Regions from separate parts of the Columba livia genome. Here region 2 is linked to region 1. A link is a contact called in public Hi-C data. All regions are on one chromosome and are shown on one strand. Each heading gives the region's core, a stretch centred on a gene start, on an enhancer-like site or on the middle of the called end of the contact. The rest is flanking DNA. Distances are from core to core; before and after follow the strand shown. Region 1 holds the start of MB (myoglobin). Region 2 has its middle 23 kb from the start of SLC35E3.

The links. A called contact is a pair of places that touch in the nucleus more often than the background predicts.
Region 2: a contact with region 1 is called in a Hi-C map of crop, with 2.7 times the contacts expected there. The contact joins the enhancer-like site here to the promoter of MB in region 1. A contact is called at or near these places in 2 of 2 Hi-C or Micro-C datasets (crop and liver).

What each region holds. Positions count from the first base shown.
Region 1 is chr1:174,224,410-174,229,850 of bColLiv1.pat.W.v2, reverse strand. It overlaps MB (myoglobin), which reads right to left and starts at 3,449. Exons shown (of 3, transcript XM_005511255.4): 1 at 3,283-3,449. The coding sequence starts at 3,377.
Region 2 is chr1:174,314,864-174,320,104 of bColLiv1.pat.W.v2, reverse strand. No RefSeq gene overlaps it. Among named protein-coding and RNA genes, the nearest start is that of SLC35E3, 23 kb to the left of the region's middle. Within about 2 kb of position 3,589, at least 1 of the 3 cell types and tissues checked has an H3K27ac peak away from gene starts, as active enhancers do.

The sequences.
Region 1 (5,441 bases), core at 2,200-4,699:
TTTATTTTGTACAGGCTGCTTTTCATCATTAGCAAATGATAAAAAGTCTCTTGTCTTCGGAGAGCAGAAGCTGCTGACATACCTCTCTTTGAGTATTGTATGTATTTTAATCCCATCCTCTTACACATGTCCTAATATGATCACCCCTGTCTTTTTCCATTCCCTCTGGCTATGACAGAAACCCTGCTCTAAACATGTCCAACTAGAGTGGCAGAGCAAGTGTCCTTATTTATTTTATATAGCTCTGCTAATGCTCTGGCACCAGTCCCCTGGGTTATGTCAGCTGTATTCAAATAGAGACCAGAGTCAAGGCTGGTCATGGTACTGAAAGGTGAGTTGTATTCACCTGAAGGAAAAACAAAACCAAACAAAACTACCTGTCTTCATTGACTTACTATTACTGAGAAGCCAACATGTAGACCCCTGGCTCTTATCAGAACCCTTTTCTGATCCCATCTCTAAATTGACCAGGAAAGGAGGGTTTTAGAGGCTTCTCACACACACACAGAAAGAGGGGAGCAGCCCCCAGCCTCAGGTCCCTCACATCTGGGGCTCAGGTGTTGTTGAACAAGAGCTTGATGGGACAGCCTACTGTGCCCCCACCCTATGAACGCAGCCACAGAGGAATTTTGTTCCTGCCCTTCTCTGACACCCCCCAGCTCAGTCCAGTGTGGTTCCTCCATCAGGAACCACAGCACCTCTGAGAGTCCTTGGGAGCAAGTGGGTAACAAGAGCACATAGCCTTCAGGCATGCTGGTGCCGTGCCATGCAGTGCTATGCAGAGGCACCCTGATCCCAAAATGGAAATTAAATCAAGAAGATGGATGGGTGGCTAAAAGCCAAGCTAGTGTTGTTCTCCCCACTTCCTCCCTGGTGCATTTCCTAGGAGACAGGATACAGACACCACTGGCAACCAAACTTGTAGGAAAATTCACTCTTTTCCATGCTGGGGTCCTATAGTCAGGGTCAAAAGGGGACACTGCCTGTCCCGATTATTAGGAGCAGTGTAATAATAAGGTGTTGAGAGACATCAGGTCCCTTGCACAAGATAATTTTCAAGTATTGTACCCTTTGATTGGCACAATCCAACTAGTTGAAGCACCAGCAAAACCAATGTTTGTCTTAACAGCCAGGGTGCTACAGCTCACACCCTGAAATGGCTCACCCAAATTACCTGCAGCAGCATCTGGAGCTCCAGCCCAGGACCTCAGCCATGAAACCAGCCTCCCTCTCATGGTAGTGGTCACACATTTGCCCTGCCACTGGGAGGGTGCTGGTGCTGGGACTACCTGGGAGTTGTGTCCCATCTAGAACTGGACGTTCCTCCTAAGTATGTTGCCATGAGGGCTGGGCTTTCCACTATATGGTGTTAGTATAGGTTAAATTACACTTACAAATACCTCAAGCACATGGAAAAGTCAAAGCTGCTCTGCAGCAAAAACATTCTCTAAATGAGTGGCCAGTCTTTTCTGGTGTTTCATTTCAAAGGTTTTCAAAGAATTTTTGCACTCTACCAGGTGCTGAGCACACCACTATCAGTCTTTTCTTTTTTCCTCTGTCTTTCTACGACACAGGTTGTGCCCTATCCAGAGAGACGAAAAAACCTTGTACTCTGAAATGGGATGGAGTTATTTCTAAAAATCTCTATCACGTCTAGCTATGGCTGAATCATGTCTGCCAAAGACTATATACTCCGGAGACTCTTAAAAATTCTTCCGATGAGTACTTTTTTGTTTCCTTTGGAAGATATCCAGTTGGATCAGGATTTTCTAAACATATTCCCAGGATATGACATCTACCTAAGAAGTCTTTAACTGCACATGAGGACACTTTTCTAAGCTACAAGCTGCTGGGCTTTCCCTGCCTCTCTCCTCCCTCAGAAGGTCCTTAAAGAAACAAGAAATGACCTGGATTGGCTGGGAAGCACAAAGTCACAGGGGAGAGGAGTGTCATCTATTTATTTAATGCCATGCTTTGCCCTGCAATACCTGAAAGAAAAAAGGTATTGCCTTTTCAGTTGGAAACTGCTTTCAGTGTCTTGTGGCATGTCCAGAGCCAAAGTAGCCACCTCACACAGATGGACTGGGGTGCCTGCTACCCTTTCAGCATGCCTGCTCTGGACTACATAGGGGAAAAGCCAACACGTTGCCACTCAGCTGCCCCATCCCTCTCTCCTCTTCAAATGGTGGATGAATTGGGCCATGATAAAGAAAGTAAATAAAACAGCTCTCTGCTTTGGCACATCTTCATAAAAGCTTTGGACAGTGCATTTGCCCAGTGGTGTGAGTTCCTTCCTTTAACCATGCTTAAGATAGGAACCACCTCCAGAGCAAGTGCCACAACCCCACTGCTCTCCTCAGTGTCGGTACCCTTCCCGCACATTGTACTGAGCACAGGCTGAGTGAGGGGGAGATCTGAAGGGTTTCCTCAAAGTCTCCAGCCCTGCTGCTCTTTAAGGACAAGCTAGAATCCAAAGCCCACCAATGTTGTTTCCCACTCTGCAGCTCTGAGATCCCTTCCAGACTGCAGTTCTGTGACTTGCTGCTGGCGCCTGAGGTGTTCCCCTCTTAGGGGGCCAGGACCACAAGGACAGTATGGGGTTGGGGGTCGTCTCAGATGGAGACCTTGTGAGAACTTCACTCTGACACCAGAATCATGGAGGAGGAAGCATGCAGGGGGAAGAAAGCACCTTGTTTCACACCCAGACCTCTAATCCGTCATCAGGAAGTAGGCAAGTGTCACCACCAGATTTCTGGCCAAAAGGCAGGATAGGCAAGGCTCTGCCAGGTGGGGCTAAGGTGGGGAGAGAGAAATATTCAGGTACTTCACAATTAATTTTACCGAAATCATAGATTCCAAGAAAATTGTCGTAGAGTTGAATTTCCTCTCCTCTCCTTCCCTGCCTTCCCACATTCTTGCTGCAGAGCATCTAAAAGCCCAGGACACACTATTTGCTCAACATTTATTGCTGCAGTGCTTGGTCAATGAGGATCTAAAGCAGAGCTTTGCCAGCAGAAGCAGAGGGAGTGACAAAGCCCCACCATCTTTTAGCAGCACTGGCTTGCTCCTGCACCCATAGATGGAGAGACAGAAGAACAACTGCTTTACATGGTGAGTAATTTTTAACCCAGAAACCATAGCAATGGAAAAACCACCACTCTCCAACAAAGAAAACAGCCTGTTGAAGTAAACACTGACAGACACAAGCCCCCATACCAAATATACACCTTCCTTGGTCTCTAATCAAAAGCTTTACTCTTAGAATGGAAGCTTCTTGCCTACCTCATTAAAACTTCATGTCCATGGCCAGGGAGGTCGGACTCCACCTTCCCCCAGATGGCCAGGACCTTCTGCCATTCCTGGTCACTGAGCCCCATGGTTCACTGAAGGCAGGTCCTGAGTGCTCCCTGCAGCCGTTTGTCTTCCCCAAAGGGTGTCTGGCGAGCTCCCCCGTGCAATTTATAGCCCCTGCTCACAGACTTACACCTGTTAATCGTCAGCTGGACATCTTGCTTTCTTTCAGGCTGGTTTAACCTAATCAGCCTTCCTATTTTTTTTCTAGGAAGCTATTTTGGGTCAGGTGCTATTGTGGGTGCCACTGAAGGCATCGTTTCTGCTTTTCGTATTGGACTGGCACATGTCCCGCTCCAGACAGAAAGGGCACTGCCGAAACACGGTGCCAGGAGCCTGTCCTGGCTTCCCAAGGACCCAGAGACAGTGTCAAGCTGTATGGCAGGAGATTCCTGAAGAGTACTGTCATCTGCAAGGCCACCCCACCTCCCTCTCCCCTGGCATGCCAAGGACAGGCAGGAGAAAAGGCCAGCACAGACAGTAGCATCAGCTCCATCCCTTTCCCATGCTGATCATCTCACCCTCCTTTGCCCGTGGGGTAACATGCACCAGTTACTAATAGAGAAGAGCACAGTGTTAGAAGAGACATGTTCATAAGAGCTAGCTGTATTCAAAGCAGCCCAGTCATCTCCCCAGCCTCTGCAGGAGGGAGGAAGGGAATAAAAGCTACATGGGAGCCAGTTACCCTGCACCTGCCTGCCAGGGTCCTTCTTGCCTCTCCCGGGAATGCCCAGGACTAGCCACTGTCTGAGCCTGGACATCGGAGCCAACGGACATACAGCTGCGCCAGAAGAGTAATTTGCAGTAGGCCAGAGACACAAGGACACAGCAAGGTTTCACTCAACTTGCACCCAGCCATGGGTTAAGGTATCTGGCTACTTCTGTCAGGACGAATGTCAGTGTTGGGAGGAAAAGTCACTGGGCTGACAAATAACGTGGATGTGCTTTGGGACACCTCCCAGCCTTTCTTCTCCATCCCTGTCAGGGCTGATAATGGCCTGGCACACCAGTGGGGTGATTAGTCCCTTCCAGGAGATTGCAGTCAGAACACAGCCTGATAACAAACCCAGCTAGTGCCGCTGTCCCGAAGCATGCACTTACCTCTGGATGTTTCCAAAGAGGCACACACCACAGGCCTTGGCAGACAAGAAACGTCAGCCAAGAGCTGAAGACAACTGCCTTGGGGCTCAGGAGAAGAGCGTGCAACCCCACGGTCCCTGTCACAGTGCTGAAGGACCTGAGGTGCATCGCTGCCTCTGCACACATCCATCCACTCTCTGCAAAGCGGGAGCAGTTCCCCTGTCCTGGCCTTGCAAGGGGAAAGAAGTGTCCACGTACAAGGGTGATCAGGCAGTGAGGAAGGTAAGGCACAGAACCCCACATCCCTCAGAAACACACAGGTTTAAAGGGAATAGTTTGGGTAAGAAGGGTGGAAAAAGTCAAATGGAGGTGTCAACTGGTATCCAAGCCTAGAGGTAAGGGAATTTCAGCAGTTAAAGATTGCAAGCCTCTGCCTGTCAATCCATGACTCTGAAATCCTCTCCTTTTCTCTCCTCTGTGCACCAGTTTGTGTTACATCCAACAATTCACATCCTAAATACCTCAAGGGCAAGATTTCATCTTGATTTACCCATGCATATACCAGGGCACTAGCAAGTACCCAAACCAAGCTGAACTGGTGGAAGAGAGCTTGGAACCCCTCTGAATAATTCCTTGTGCTGTTCTCCACAGCACAAGGCTGAGACGGGAGAGAGCACATATCTGCAGCCTCGCTCCCCAAGTACTTATAGCAGTAAACAAGCATTTGTACCATCCCAGGCTCAGCCTTGGGTAGGATCCTGAATACTGACCTTACTATTTTACATGCGTTTCAGACACGACAGAAATGTGCTCCTGGTACATGAGAGGCTGCTGCTTATGCACCGAGCTCTGTCATATTCCCCAAACTGGAACTACTCAGTTGCCATAATAACTTCATTTGAAGTTGTTAGACTCTCTGCTCTCTGTAGCTTTCCCCAAGGTGATGAAGCCAACAGTCCTAGCATGGACATTAATGTTAAATGGTCAGTAGGCTTAAAAAGAGTACGGGA
Region 2 (5,241 bases), core at 2,340-4,839, 90 kb before region 1:
GGGAGGGCCGTGTTGGGATTCATCTGGCCAGACATCAAGAGCTGTGTCTGAGCAAGGCCTCTCTGTGTCATTGCAAGGCAGCGAGCACTTCTAGCACGTTCTTTTATCCAAAGTAAATGTTTAAGAGAAACTAGAGAAGCTGTGCCCTAATTGCATTGGTTTTCTCCTGTTGACTACAAAAGGAGGTCAGGGCAACTAGATCAGGTAGGTATGTTTGCATCATAGGCATCTCAAAGTGGGGAGATGTGCACGTCCTTCCTCTCTATATGCTGCACTGCTGTATTGGAGAAGGGCTTTGGTGAAGGCTTGCTTTGGGTGGCTAACTTTGGGGCAGCTTCACTAGGTTTGATTCTTTTTCCTCTTACACCAACCTGATAAGAATATCTCTGTGCAAATGTCAGTGGAGCTTCACTACTGTAAAATCCAGCAAAGCTGAGTCATCACATCTGCACTGCTCAGATCCTTTCCATCTCCACGTAGGATGAGAGCTGTTGCAATGCAGCAACATAACCTCTGAGCGTGTTGAGAGTGCCACTTCCTCCATAAAATAAAACAAAACTGAACTACAGAGTCCTGAGGGCTATTGCTCAAGGACGTGAGACAAACACTGGCAAGTGGAATATGCCGATTTAGGCAATGTGAGAAACAATCTGAGCTGGTCCACCAAGCACCGACCTCAAGTGAAGAAAGCTGGGGCTCCTTTCACCTTTCTGCTACTGACTTACTGGGCCAGTTAAGTAAGTGACTTCATCTCCTTGCCTGTCCTCAGTCTTAACCTGTTTGAAGCACAGACCACCTCTTACCATGATTTTAGCCCAATCTCAGTGGCAGAGTCTACCTGCTGACATAAATAACATTAACACATTCTAGTGCCTATCCAGTCCTCCCCAGGCTGAGAACTGAAATTCCTGTGCTTTGCTCCGGATGGTGCCAGCAAACACTAGGAGACAAAAGGAGAAGTCTCTGGGAGGGAGACCGTGCTGCAGCAATGCCATGCTGCCGTGACATTAGCCTGCAGAATGGCTCACGTGTCATGGGTCTGGGTGCCTGTGACGTGGTCTGCTGGTGGGATGTCTCATGCTGAATTTCAGTTCCTTCAGGAAGTTTGACTAATGGCCTGTATTCCCTAATTCTGGGATAAGTTCCTTCAAAATCCTGAACCACTCATTCTCCCATAACTGTAATGTACAAATGCCTGCTACTGCTCTTTGTCTCATTTTGCCCATCCTTTTGCAACATCCTTCTCTCCTTCCTGCACACTCCTGCTCCAGGTCTCTTCCAGCAATGCCAGCCAGTCCATTTTCTCCTCCTCCACTCCACTGCATGCTCCATGCCTACTCTCTCTCCTCCTATGCATGGTCATCCCCTCCTAGTCACCCGCCTGGCCATCACAGTCAGTTCTTGGCCACCTTGCAGAGTGCCCAGCACAAGCCTCCCACTTCTGTTTTCAAGCCTGCTGGCTTCATGGGCGGGAAGGACATAGGGGTATAACATGCTGGATCTGCTCTCAGGGCTGCCCATTAGGAATAGGACACCAAAGGATGTGCATCAGAGAACATCCCCTGGACTATCCACTGCTTCCTCTTCTCCCTGCTCTTCAAGCTTTCATCCAGCCAAGATGGCCCACCTCTTCTCCCTGTTCTTGATCTTTACCTCATCTCACTGCCTCTTTTGTTTCTAATACTTTTTTTCCCATTTCATGTGCTCCTCTGTGGGCAATTTGGCCAGAAAGCACACAGACATCTGGCCAGAAAAGCCAGGCAACACTCGTTTATATGCTCTTTGCACCACACACTTTTGGACCCTTAGAAAGAAAGCAGGAACATTATCCTGCCTGCCTTGATCAAAGGACCCATGAACTGCTTGCTGAGTGGAAAGCAGGTCTATCCACAGCTGGCCACATGCTGTGTGCTCATCAGCATCCAGCACCTTGGTGGTATAAATAGGCATCTATAAATAGATATGTAGGCATCTTTTCTTTCTGGAAAGCCTTCACCTGATGGGATCTGTCAGGTCTCAGCCTGCACCTGGTACTTTGTAGACTCTGTCACAAGTGATCATAAAGATTAATGTTGGTATATCACTAGGACTACGCAGTTAAACACACAGTGCTCAAGATATTTATAAGGATTTTGGAGAGACAGCTGACAAGTCATCTGTCTTACAGGTAATATCACTATCCTAGACCCTCACACCAGAATATGGTGCACATTCAATATTATCAGTTATCTTCAGTTTGTGTATTGTAATGAGGAGACGTTTGGTGGTCTGACCAAGATTGCAGAGACTGTCTCCAGTCTGGGAAGTTCGTCATCCATGTGGGTCCAGCAAGTGAAGGGTGAGGGCCTGGGTTGGGGAGAACCAAAGGACATAAAGAGGGGAACAGCTTTCCCAGTACCACATGGTGCTCACAGACCGGTCAGTGGCAGAGCCTTGTGTACCTGATGCTCAGTCCAGATCTTTCGGCATCACAGTTGCTGCAATGGGGGAACTACAATGTCTGATTTACCTGGCTTCTCCTGAGCCAGGCAATTAAGATATCCTGGTTTCCACAGTAACATCACTACTGGCACGCTGCACCAACATCACTTTACTGTATCCTATTAACAAGCAGGTGTAACTTACAGTAATAGACACATCAGGTGGAAAGGATGAAGCTTCCCCAGTCTTGAGTTGAACAGAAGCTTGAGTTGTTGAGGCCAGAATGCCCCTTTTGGCACAGCTCACCTGACCTCCTGCATGACACAAGCCCTAGAGGTCTGGCCAAGGAGCCCAGCAATCAAAGCACTCCATGGGCAAAAGCAAATTCTCACTGATGTAAAATTGATTTGCTTTCCAAGAGGCTGGAAAAGTAAGGACTCTAAAATAGCCATGAAATGTCGATCCCGAAGGGGCTCAAAGTTTTCCCCAACAGACACTAACAACTAGTAGGAAGGCAAAGCACAGAAGCACACGTATTCATAGCCAGGACTACACAAAACAGACAAGTGTGGTCATGAAGAATCAGGCAAGATAGATCCACGTCTGTATTTCACGTGACCTGGCAGGCTTATTGCCGCAGTGCCTCCCCATGCCATGCTATATGACTGTTTTCCAAAACCTCAGGGGAGAAACTAGGACTTCTGCTGTTTTGTCTCTTGTACTGAAGAAAAGGGTAACGTTAGGTCAGAGAACCAGCTCAGAAGGAGAAGCCTAGCATCTGAGTCCCTGCTCTATGAGAAAAAACAGAAGACCTATTTGTTTGTGGCTCATGCTGCATGCCCCAAACCCAGAGACACACAATTTACAGTTGTGACCCCTTCACCTTTCTTGCTCCTCAGAGGATAAAATGGTTTCCTGTTTATTCCAATGGGCAGCTGTTGTATCCACAGGGGAGAGCAGCACTCATGGTTAATATGGCTGATGTCCAGATAGAGTTTGCAGTTGCTCGTTTGTTTGCTGAGCCATCCAGCAGCTGCCCTTGGGAGTCAGAGACTCCCAGGCAATTCTCAGATGCTTGAGCATGGGAGAGAACTCACTTCCCCCACACTAGAATCATCAGGCAGGAAAGAGGACCTGAGGGCTTCTTCAAACTCTGCCATGTGCTGGAATATACTAGGAGCTATAGGGCCTCCTTCAGCTTTTCCACCTGGTTCATCTGTGCCCCAGAGATGTTTTGCATCACCCATGGGAGAGCGGAGACAGTGCACTGCCTTGCAGTCTCATAACCTCAGCAAACGCTGCTAGACGCCAAGTGGCATTGCCAAAGCTCTGAGACATACAGGACCAGTGAGGGAAACTCCCTGTAGTCAGTGCCCAGGCAAGAGAAGTCTGGGGACATGGGCAATCCTTGGAAATCACCAGAGAAGTGTTTTCAACATGGGAGCCACTCCTTGGGCTGCTTTTGTGATCATTTGGACAGAAGAAAGTGTTCCAAGATGCAGAGGATGCAGCCCCTGAGGGGTTCCCTGCCAGACGTGCAATCACCATAGGCCATTTTTAGACTCCTCCGTCAACACAGAAGAGGCAGTTGAAATTTAACGCCCTTGGGAAGGAACTATCAAAGACAATTAAATGCAGGAGAAAGACAAATCCAGTTGCCTCCTGTGTCTGTATTTTTCTCTTTTGATATCAAGAGCACTTCTCATGTTTGGTTTCCTTCTTTGCTTCTGCCTGGCAGGGCTGTATCGGCTGTTCGTGCTTTTAAATGCCACAGTGACCCAGATTTGGAACAGGCAGGTGGTGATCCAGGCAGTGGGTTTGTGTCTGTCTCTGCTTATGCAGTCAGCTACAAATTGCTGAAATGGAAAGAAATCAAAGCCTAATCTCCAGTGACCTGTACACGGGCATCAGAGTCACCATCAGTCTGGAACTGGGATGATGAAACACGGGCTGCAAAGTGGAGATGTGGAGCTAGCCTAATGAATCAGCCGTGCCCTCTGGTCAAGCAATAGCTGATACCAACCCTGTATCTGCTTATTGGCTTTGCTTTTCAGCAGCACCTACTGTGCACATCTCCAGGCTGTGAAAGATGCTGGCTTACAGGCATCGCAATAGCTGAGGGCTTTGGAGAACCCCTGTTGAAGTGGTAATTTGTTTTAAGCATGTAAACCACCTGCTTATTACATAAGAAAGCATGTAAGTGGCTCTGTTCTGCATCCCTCAGTGAGCAGTAAGGGGTAGGTGAAATGTGTACAGCCCCGAATTTAGAGCTCAAATTGCTCTAAATGAGCTAGCTTCTCTGATTTTTCTGGCCACTTTTGTGGGCTTCCTCAAGTGAAGGTGACAGCAAAGCAAAGGGCTATTTGTGCAGTTGAAGCCTACCTGGACAGTGTATGTTATAATATCAATGGGTGCTGGTGGAGACAAGGGAAATACAAAGCTAACAGGGCTGCTGAGCGGCAGGAGGGGAGATGTTGTGTAAAACATGCCTGTGCAACCTCACTCCTCAGCCCTAAACTGGTTCCTAGTCCCAGCAGTGACTTGGCACCTTGCAATCAGTAACACATCGATCATTTCAAACCCTTTGGTGGCAGACAAACCTGGTCATCCCTCCTACAGAGAACAGAGTTGGAGCACAGGAAAACAGCATGTCTTAGCCCAAGGTGCACAAGACTTAACAGCAAAGAAGGACGAATGAAATACAGCTTCTTTAATCCCAGGCTCTGCTCATGGGGATTTCCTTCATCCTATAGATGCCACACATCCACAGCATTTTTAATCCTCCTGAACTCTCCCCTGGTCTTTAAGAGGCAGAGAAAT